Regions from separate parts of the Mus musculus genome. Here region 2 is linked to region 1. A link is a contact called in public ChIA-PET data. All regions are on one chromosome and are shown on one strand. Each heading gives the region's core, a stretch centred on a gene start, on an enhancer-like site or on the middle of the called end of the contact. The rest is flanking DNA. Distances are from core to core; before and after follow the strand shown.

Evidence for each region. ChIA-PET counts read pairs in DNA pulled down with a chosen protein or histone mark.
Region 2: an RNA polymerase II ChIA-PET map of memory CD8 T cells shows a contact between it and region 1, with 72 read pairs. The contact joins two enhancer-like sites. A contact is called at or near these places in 2 of 484 Hi-C or Micro-C datasets (CD8 T cells and cerebral cortex), 3 of 115 datasets of contacts at active chromatin or transcription factors (double positive thymocytes, memory CD8 T cells and microglia) and 3 of 9 other capture datasets (adipose tissue, liver and pancreatic islet).

Annotation. Positions count from the first base shown.
Region 1 is chr1:86,226,813-86,231,345 of GRCm38.p6, reverse strand. All of the region lies in intron 19 of Armc9 (armadillo repeat containing 9), which reads right to left. Among named protein-coding and RNA genes, the nearest start is that of Gm46098, 28 kb to the left of the region's middle. Within about 2 kb of position 2,490, at least 126 of the 459 cell types and tissues checked have an H3K27ac peak or open chromatin away from gene starts, as enhancers often do. A contact at or near this core is called in CD8 T cells, adipose tissue, cerebral cortex and 3 more, where this site is marked.
Region 2 is chr1:86,430,965-86,435,571 of GRCm38.p6, reverse strand. The region is part of intron 1 of Gm32700 (a long non-coding RNA gene); the gene reads left to right. Among named protein-coding and RNA genes, the nearest start is that of Tex44, 6.9 kb to the right of the region's middle. Within about 2 kb of position 1,356, at least 443 of the 459 cell types and tissues checked have an H3K27ac peak or open chromatin away from gene starts, as enhancers often do. A contact at or near this core is called in CD8 T cells, adipose tissue, cerebral cortex and 3 more, where this site is marked.

The DNA of each region.
Region 1 (4,533 bases), core at 1,241-3,740:
TGTATAGTCTGCCTTCAGCTTTTTCACATGGATTCTTGGGATCAAACTCAGGCCCTCATGCTCACGAAATAGCACTTTTCCTTCTGAGCGACCTCCCCAGACCCCCGTGCTCCTTTCTCCCAACAGAAAACCACATTGCAGATATGGATGGGCTACCACAGCAAGTCATGGTGTATAAATCTAGGTTGAATTCAAGTGCCGAGTGGAAACAGCAAGCAGGCGAGTAACATGCACCGCTCAAGCCATATGTAAAGGTAAACGAGGGCTAAGGTGCAGCTCCAGGGCAGAGCACTTGAGAGGACAAGGCTCCGGGCTCCATCTCTAGCAAACCAAACAGCAAACCACAAAACAGTGGTGTACAAAGGAATATAAAGATGTCGTGACCTGGGCTAGAGAAATGGCTCAGTGTTTATAAGCATCTGTTGATTCTGCAAGAAGACCCAGTTTCAGTGTCTAGTTAGCAGTCATATGGTGGCTCATAACAATTCAGAGAATTGGGTGCCCTCTTCTGACCTCTAAAGTTACCAGGCACACATGTGGTGCGTGCGAGAGTGCGCGCACACACACACACACACACACACACACACACACACACTCACACACAGAGGCACATAATATACCCAGAATGAATGAATGAATGAAATGAATGAATGAATGAATAAACAAAAGATATCATAAGGGCTGGCGAGAAGGCTCAGTGGGTAGGGATGCTTGCCGCCAAGGCCAAAGACCTGAGTTCAATCCCTGAGACCCACATGGTGCAATGAGACAAGTGATTCCTGCAGGTTGTCTCCTGACCTCCACTTGTATGCTGTGGCATATGTACCACCCTCTCCCCATAATCAATAGATAAATTTAGTACAAAATTAAAATCTTGAAAGTACAGAATCATACAGAGTTTATACCTCCGTGTTACAGAAGCAGTTAATTCTGGGGAGACAAGGGCCAGCAGGGAAGAAGGACAGAGCAGAAACACAGTTGTCCACTGAATGAGCCTTTGTACTTTCTGCAAAGTTTAGAATGATCTGTCGGGGGCTGGAGGGATGGCTCAGCATTTACCAGCATGGGTAAGAGCACGGAAGAACATTCCAGAGCTTTTGTCAGAGGGCCTGAGTTTGATGCCCAGCACGCATGTCAGGCAGCTCATGACTGCCTGTAAGCCCACTTCCCTACTGGCACCCACATAATGTGCACGTGCCTATACACATGCATAATTACAAATAATAAAAATAAATCTTAAAAACAGACGGAGGTACAAGAGAGATGGCTCAGTGGTCAGGAGCAATGACTGCTCCTTCAGGACCTGGGTTCAGTTCCCAGAACCCACATGGTGGCTCACAGCCATCTGTAACTCCAGTCCCAGGGGATATGACATTCTCTTCTGACCTCCATGTGCACTGTACACATGGTGCATAGACATACATGAAGACAAAATACACATACCTATACAAATAAATAAAAGTTATCAAAAACTTTCAAACAGATTGTTCCTTCAGTTAAGCAGTAAGTGATCGCATGCCTGCATGGCCCATTCCCTCTGAGAAGATGGTCTGGGATCCATATGCACGGCAGGCTGGGAAGGCAGATGGTTGGGAATCAGAACAGAGTGAAGACAGGCTTAGGCCAGGATGTGGACAGAAGAGGAAATGAAAGGGAAGTTGCAAGTGCTTTCAGACAGTGAGTCATGGGCCCTTGTCCTGTCTGAAGATGGTCACAAGCAGAAAAGAGTCACAGACTCTTGAGCAGTTCGAGGAGCACAGGGACAGGCAAGCCACTCACAGACTCACAGCTCCACAGCTGACACAGGTCACTTGGCAAATGCGGCACACACTGGGAAAGCACAGCCCTAGTTTGTGGTAGTCAGTAATCGGTCCACTTAGAGAAACTAACACACGGACGCATGCAGGGAGGGCCCCAGAGACCATGATGCATGATGCCAGCTCCACTCAGAGGCTTCCTCAATCTGGACTTGCAGGGAGGCAAGATTCCTGGTCCCATGGCTCCTCAGCTCAGCCCCTTGAGACAGGATTTCTCTGTGGAGCCCTGGCTGGAACTTGCTCTATAGACCAGACTGGCCTTGAACTCAGAGATTCCCTTGCGTCTGCCTCCTGAGTACCGGGATGAAGGCATGTGCCATCACCGCCCAGCCAGTTAATGCATTTCAAAGTTCACCAGGCAGTTTTGTTTTGTTTTTTCAAGACAGGGTTTCTCTGTGTAGCCCTGGCTGTCCTGGATCTCACTTTGTAGACCAGGCTGGCCTCGAACTCAGAAATCCGCCTGCCTCTGCCTCCCAAGTGCTGGGATTAAAGGCGTGTGCCACCACGCCCGGCTTCACCAGGCAGTTTTAACTTTCTTTGTAAATCAGTAAAGTTGATATTTTTCAGCTTCCTTCCTCTTTCAGAATAAATGCTGATTTCCGGTGCTGTAGAGATGGCTCGTCAGTTAAGAGTATTTGTTGCTCTTGCGGAGAATATGGGCTTGGCTTCCAGCACCCACGTAACAGCTCATAACTGTCTGTAACTGCTGTTCTGGGAGATCTAGCGATCTCTCTGGTCCCTTGGGGCAACAGGAATACATGTGGTATATATGCAGGCAAGCAGATAAAACAGCCATTCACACAAAAATAAAGATAAGCCTTTAAACAACAACTGCCACCCATGATGCTTTTCCCAAGATACTATGTAATCAGGCTCTATGTTCCTCACTTTCCCCACCTCTTACTACTGTAAAGCAACCCACTGGTATTCTCCTGCTTCAGTATTCTACTGAATACTGAATGCCTGGCCATCCATTCTTCCCCTTGCCCACAGCATGGCTCCCCATGTCCTTCCCTCTCTATTGCTCCTCACAGCACCATCCCCCTTGACACTGCGTTCCTATGGGTTTCTCTGTTAAGTTGTTTTCCCCCCAGAGTACCTGCCTAGCTTGTTTAGCTCTCACCAGGGCTTGGCTGCTCTTCCAGAGGATCCCAGTTTCAATTTCCAGCACCCATATATATGGTGGCTCTGAACCATCTGTTACTTCAGTCCCGGGGATATGATATCTTCTTCTAGGCTCTGTGGGTACCTCATGCATATGCCCCCCCATCACTTCTGTACCACTGTGTACTCATGCATATGGTACACAGACATACATGTAGACAAAGCACCTGTACACATAAGACAATGAGATCAACCAACCAGCAAAGAAGGGGTGGAGCTGTGCTCAGTGGTTAACTACTTAAGACTCTTGCAGAGCACCTTGGTTTGGTTCCTAGCTCTGATGCAGAGTTCACAATCATCTATACTCCCGGGACCATCTTTTGGCCTCTGTTGATACTGCACGGATATGGTATGCATAAGTAGATGCAGGCAAAACCTCATATGCATAAAATATATAAACAAATAAAGGAGTTTGAAAACAATTTCAAAACCTTGCATGGATGGGCAAGGCTTCACCCTGGAAGACATGGTTTATTAATGGAAACCTGGCTGATGGGATAACTTCTGCGTGCCGAGCGCCCTCAAAAACATGAACTATTGCCATGATCCTGGCAACTCACCAGTATGCGGTGGTGTGACCCCACTGCTAAAATCACAATACCCTTTGGTTGCAAGACAGAGAACCAAACTAGAACTGACCCCCAAACTCCCTCTTGCTGGCTTGCTTCCTTCCCTAGTGCCAGAAGGCGCCATGCAAACTGCTGGGGCAAAGTCACTAAGACTATTATTACCCAAGGGAGAACCCTGTGTGCTATGGTACCCACCTGTCAGGCAAGACTGCTCGCTGACACAACAGTGGCACAGAAGTGATGGGGGGCATCAAATATTGTTGGGTAGGATCTGAGGCCTGCTGCATAGGAGGGAATTCAAGCCTGATACAGTAACTGGTCAGAAGCCCATGCTTCAGGTCACAGGCCTTCGAGAGGCAGTGGGGGAAGGGGGGGAGGGGCAGGGGACCTACTACTGCTGTCAAACTGTCTTCCAAGTATGTATGTCAGTCCCGTCTTCAACCTTGGCCAGAGATGCTTCCCTCTGCCGTGGTCAGCAGCTAATGCAGAGACTCAAGTCAGAGTTATTAGAGTAAGTGACTGTGAGCCCTAAACCAGACGTCTCATCATCCTCCACTCCTCACTAAGGTTAAGGACCATCTGAGAGGAAGCGCAGGAGGGACTTGTAAGAGGCAGAGGATGAGGGGGCAGGCTGTAAAATGTCTTCCACACACGACGCAGCCCTGGTGCTCATAAACTCACCACAGCCATTACCTGCACACGGTCAAGCCAACACGGTCGGCCAACATTCCAGCAGGCAGCTTTAACTGGACTCACTTGAGGAGTGGGGAAGGAGAGAAAGACAAGACAGACAGACAGACAGACATGATGTGGGAAGGAAGAGGACATGTTACGGAACCTGGAGGTAAGCTGGGGGTAGATTGATCATGTTGTTTACATGTATGGACTTGTCAAAGAATAAATAAAATTTACTTTAGGATGATATAATTCACACACAGACTGTACTATTATCCCCAAATATCTGTGCCAATGGGAAGAGCCCA
Region 2 (4,607 bases), core at 107-2,606, 210 kb before region 1:
CTGGAAGTCAGAGCTAGGCCTATGAGGCTGAGGGTGTGGAGGGTGTAGGGTGTGGGGGTTGGAGGTTGGAGATGGTTGGTCCCTGAAGACAGATGGTGAGGGACCTGGATGAAAAGGCTGCCAGTGGTAGGGAGAAGCCTCGGAGAAGCTTGGATTACTGTGTAACCTAAACCAGAGACAATAGTCACGGCACGCTGAATATAGAGCCCCTGGCACCGACGGGCTTTGTCCGGCTTTAACGCCCATATTTGGGTCATTGCTTTATTTTTGCATGCCTGTTTTTCTGCTCCTGACATACTCACTTCCTCTCCAGACTCGAACCATATTCTTTCTCCTCTGACTGATGCTATCTGCCTCAGTTTACCGCGTACTTGGTACACCTGTAGTTCACCCGCAGTGGCCCAAACTGGGTTTATTTCGTACATGGTGAATCTTTTCTGGACCATCGTTTTATTTTCCCATGAAGGTTTCCAAGCTCTGTTAGCCCATCTGCTCACCAAGACGCCTCACTCAGGCACTGCCCAGTAGCCGAATACCAGAAACTGACAAGGGGTTCTGATTCTGGCAGCTTGAAAAGGGTAGAAATTGCCTTCTGGGAATGTCAATGCTGGGCACCTACTGAGCACCACCGATACTGGGTCCTGGCCAAGGTGGACGTGTGGACTGGGATGCCACAAACAGAAGCCTCTTTCTTCCAGGCTTTACGCAGGAGAGCGTTTAAAAACAGGACAAAGCCAGGCGGCCCAGGGGCCTCCCGGGCAGCGGGAGAAAAGCAGGGTGCAGGGAGCCAAGGCGGGGCGCTCCACGGGGGCGCAGACCCGCCCCGCCCGGCCTCGCAGCCTGAAAGGGCCTCTGTGTCGCGGCCACCGCCCGCCCGAGTCCCAGAGAGCGCTTCCTCAGCTGCGCCAGACCCCGGAGGCTCCGCCGCCCCTCTAGGGACAGACACAAATAGTTCCCAGCGCAGCTGTCCGGCCAGTTGCCTGGGGAACTAAACTCAATGGACTGACGTCACCCGGCCGTCGCGTAGCAACTGGAACAGACTCTGGAACGCCCCGGCGTTGAGGTCACGGTCGTCAAGGAGACGGCGGGGCGGGGCCTGGGCGGGGCTGCTGGGCCTCTGGTGGCCTGGCTCCAAGTTGGGAGCCTCCGAGTTTTGCGGGGTTGGGGGGCGGGGGTGGGGTGGGGGGAGCGGTGCCCCCTGGCCTGCCGCAGCCAGACAGCCTTGCCCTCGGCTGGCCCGGCCGGAGAAAGCTCTTTGTAGCCCGATGCGCCCAGCACTCAGATATTTTTCTGGCAGACAGAGCCTTTGTTGTCCTCACCCCATCTTACTGCCCAGTTTCTGTTCCAGCCTCGTTTCCTCACCAGGCCCCAGCCCGGGCTCCAGTTCTACTAAGGGGAGGCAGCACAGTGTTTTTCTTCTCCCTCCTCCCTGGTCACCCAGGAAATGCGGGCAATTGGCCACCAGCCTCGGGAGAAGAGACACAGGGCCCTGCTCCCTGCAATTTATCAAAGTCTTGTTTTTTCCTTCACCCCTGAGCCTGACTTAAAGCGTTTGTGCAAGTGACACCCACCTCCACAGCAGCTAAGCCAGGTTAGGCAAGTGGAGGAACAGGACTTTGTACTTATAATGCCGCCCCCCCCCCCCCCCCCCGTGTCTCTTCCACATCATGGCGGAATACAAAACCCTGAAACCAGGTGTGACAGACCCAGAACCTCTTGGCACCAGCCTTCCAGTTACTCTCCCAGGCTGGGGCACTCCTGTTTCTAGTTAGTCTTGTTCAAGTCCGGTTGAATTCATGTGTGGAGAGATATTTTTCCTCACCTATAGCTGCAGTTTGAAAGTATTAATACTAGAAGTTGGTAGACAACCTGTTTCCTCATTGGTTGACATATAAAATTCAGATGTAAAGTAATATTTTTTTTTAGTTCATGGAGTTGGGCAGAGCGATGAAGAAGATCCAAACGTCCTGTCTCCAAAGCACACTATCGAAGGAAAGCTGTGGGAGGGACTCACAAGCTTATGTGGTGTGGCTGGCATGCTCTAGGGTCCATGCGTGGGCTGCGCCTGGCCTTGGACCTACATCTGGTCCCATGTATGGCCCTGGTCCTGCTTGTGAGAAAGCTGATTTTTTTTTTGGGGGGGGGGGGCGTGTGTTTCAAGACAGAGTTTCGGTGTGTAGCCCTGGCTATCCTGGAACTCACTTTGTAGACCAGGCTGTCCTTGAACTCAGAAATCCGTCTGCCTCTGCCTCCCAAGTGCTGGGATTAAAGCTGTGTGCCACCACTGCCGGGCTAGGGAAAGGTGATTTTTGTCTGCTGAGGATCATTTCATGAGGAGGTGTGAAGGGTAAGATGCCACCTGTCTGCAGTGGGGGACATAGACATGAATACATATACACCTTGTAGCTGCTTGCAGGAAAAGCAGAATACGGTGGGAAGGGAGAGATCTAACCCATGAGAAGGGTGGTAACACCAGATGTTCCCATTATCCTTTCCTAGATCAATACAACTCACCAGTCCTGTTTTTGCCCAAAGTACATCATATGACACCAAGGTCACATCTACTGAAGGATCCTGATAAATACACAGCACAGGAAATCCCAAGAAGGAAGAAAGTTGACTTTGTGGGTTTGTTTTGTTTTGTGTGTTCTCTTGAGATAAAAGTTCCCGAGAGCCGAGGTTGGTCTGGAATTTGCTACGTAGAACAAGCTGGTCTTGAATTCTGGTGTCTCCTGCTCAGCTGCCCAAGTCCCAGAGTTCACCACTGCTAAATAGTGATTCAGTTTGTTTTCTGTTCTTCCAAGGGAAATCTGTAGAGACTAGACACCTGTTCTAGGTGCAGTTCTAGACTCTGGGGAGTCCACATCCATGGAGCCTGCTTGCTTCACTGTGATGTGAGGGCTAAGTTTGAGGACAAGCCTATTAGCTCAGGCTCCTTTTCTTAACAAAGCGAGACAAACGTAAGGCTGGAGGTGGTGGTGTCGCACACCCTTGATTCCAACTCACAGAAGGCACAGTCAGGCAGATCTCTGTGAGTTCAAGGCCAGCCTGGTGTACATAGCAGTTTCTGGTCAGCCAGGGCTGTGTAGTGAGACGTCACTCAACAGATAAATGACAGTGAGACTCCCATTGCCTGGTTGAATCCCAGTTACATATCCAAAGTCCCAACTCTAAATACCTTTATTTTTGGAGATTAAGTTTCTGGTAAATTGTAATTTTAGTGTGTTGGATTTTTGATGTTTTGGTTTTGTGTGTGCCTATGTTTCTTAAAATTAAAATTTTAAATTACTAGCCAGGCAGTGGTGGCACACGCCTTTAATCCCAGCACTTGGGAGGCAGAGGCAGGCAGATCTCTGAGTTCAAAGCCAGCCTGGTCTGCAGAGTGAGTTCCAGGACAGCCAGGGCTACACAGAGAAACCCTGTTTGAAAAACCTAAAAAAAAAAAAAAAAAAAAAAAAAAGTAAAATCTTAAAAGAAACAAACAAAAAATGCATTTTATATATTGTTTTTTTAAAAAGATTTATTTATTCATTATATGTAAGTACACTGTAGCTGTCCAGACACTCCAGAAGAGGGCGTCAGATCCCGTTACGGATGGTTGTGAGCCACCATGTGGTTGCTGGGATTTGAACTCCTGACCTTCGGAAGAGCAGTTGGGTGCTCTTACCCACTGAGCCATCTCACCAGCCCTTATATATTATTGTTGTGCATGTGTGTGTGTGTGTGTGTGTGTGTGTGTGTGTGTGTGTGTGTGTATGTGTGTGTGTGTTTCAGTGCTGGCACTTGCTTGTCACATATGTGGAAGTCAGAGGACATTTGAGTGTGTTCTCTTCTTCTGCCATATTGAGGCAGGGTCTCTCTTGTTGCTGTCGGGCTGTGAACTCCAGGTGAGCTGGCCTTTGAGTGGCTGTTCTGTGTCCACGCCCCGTGTCCTCCACAGGAGAGCTAGTATTTCAGACACGTGCCACTGCATGTGGCTATTTTATGTGGGGTCTGGAGATTCAGCTCAGGTATTCAGCTTTTTAGGCAAGCACCTTTATCCACAGAGCCAACTTACAGCTCCTGATTTGATGTTTTTGAGGCAGGCTCTCCTGGAATCCAGGGTGGCCTTGAACAGGATGGCTATGTTACAGCCAAGGGGAGCTGTGAGATTCTGATCTCTTTGTCTTTGCCTCCTGAGTGTGGGGATACCCAGGATGCGCTATCAGTTATTAATCACAGTATCTCAGTGAGGTAAAGAGGAGGTTTGCTTCAGTTAGGGTTCCTGTTTTCATGATGAGACACTGGGTTTATTTGTCCTACACTTCCACATCATAAGTTTATTATTAAAGTCAGAGCCAGAACTCAAGTAAAGCAGGGACCCAGGAGCAGGAACATACAGAGACTAGGGTGCTACTTACTGGCTCGATTTCCATGGAATCCCGTTGTTTTCTTATAGAACCTAGGACCACCATCCCAGGGGAGACCCCACCCACAATGCACTGGGCCCTTTCCCATCAATCACCAATTAAGAAAATGTTCTACAGGCCTGCCTATAGCTGATTTTTATGGAGATGTTTTCTCAATTGAATTTCCTTCCTTCCAGATGACTCTAGACTGTCTTGTTG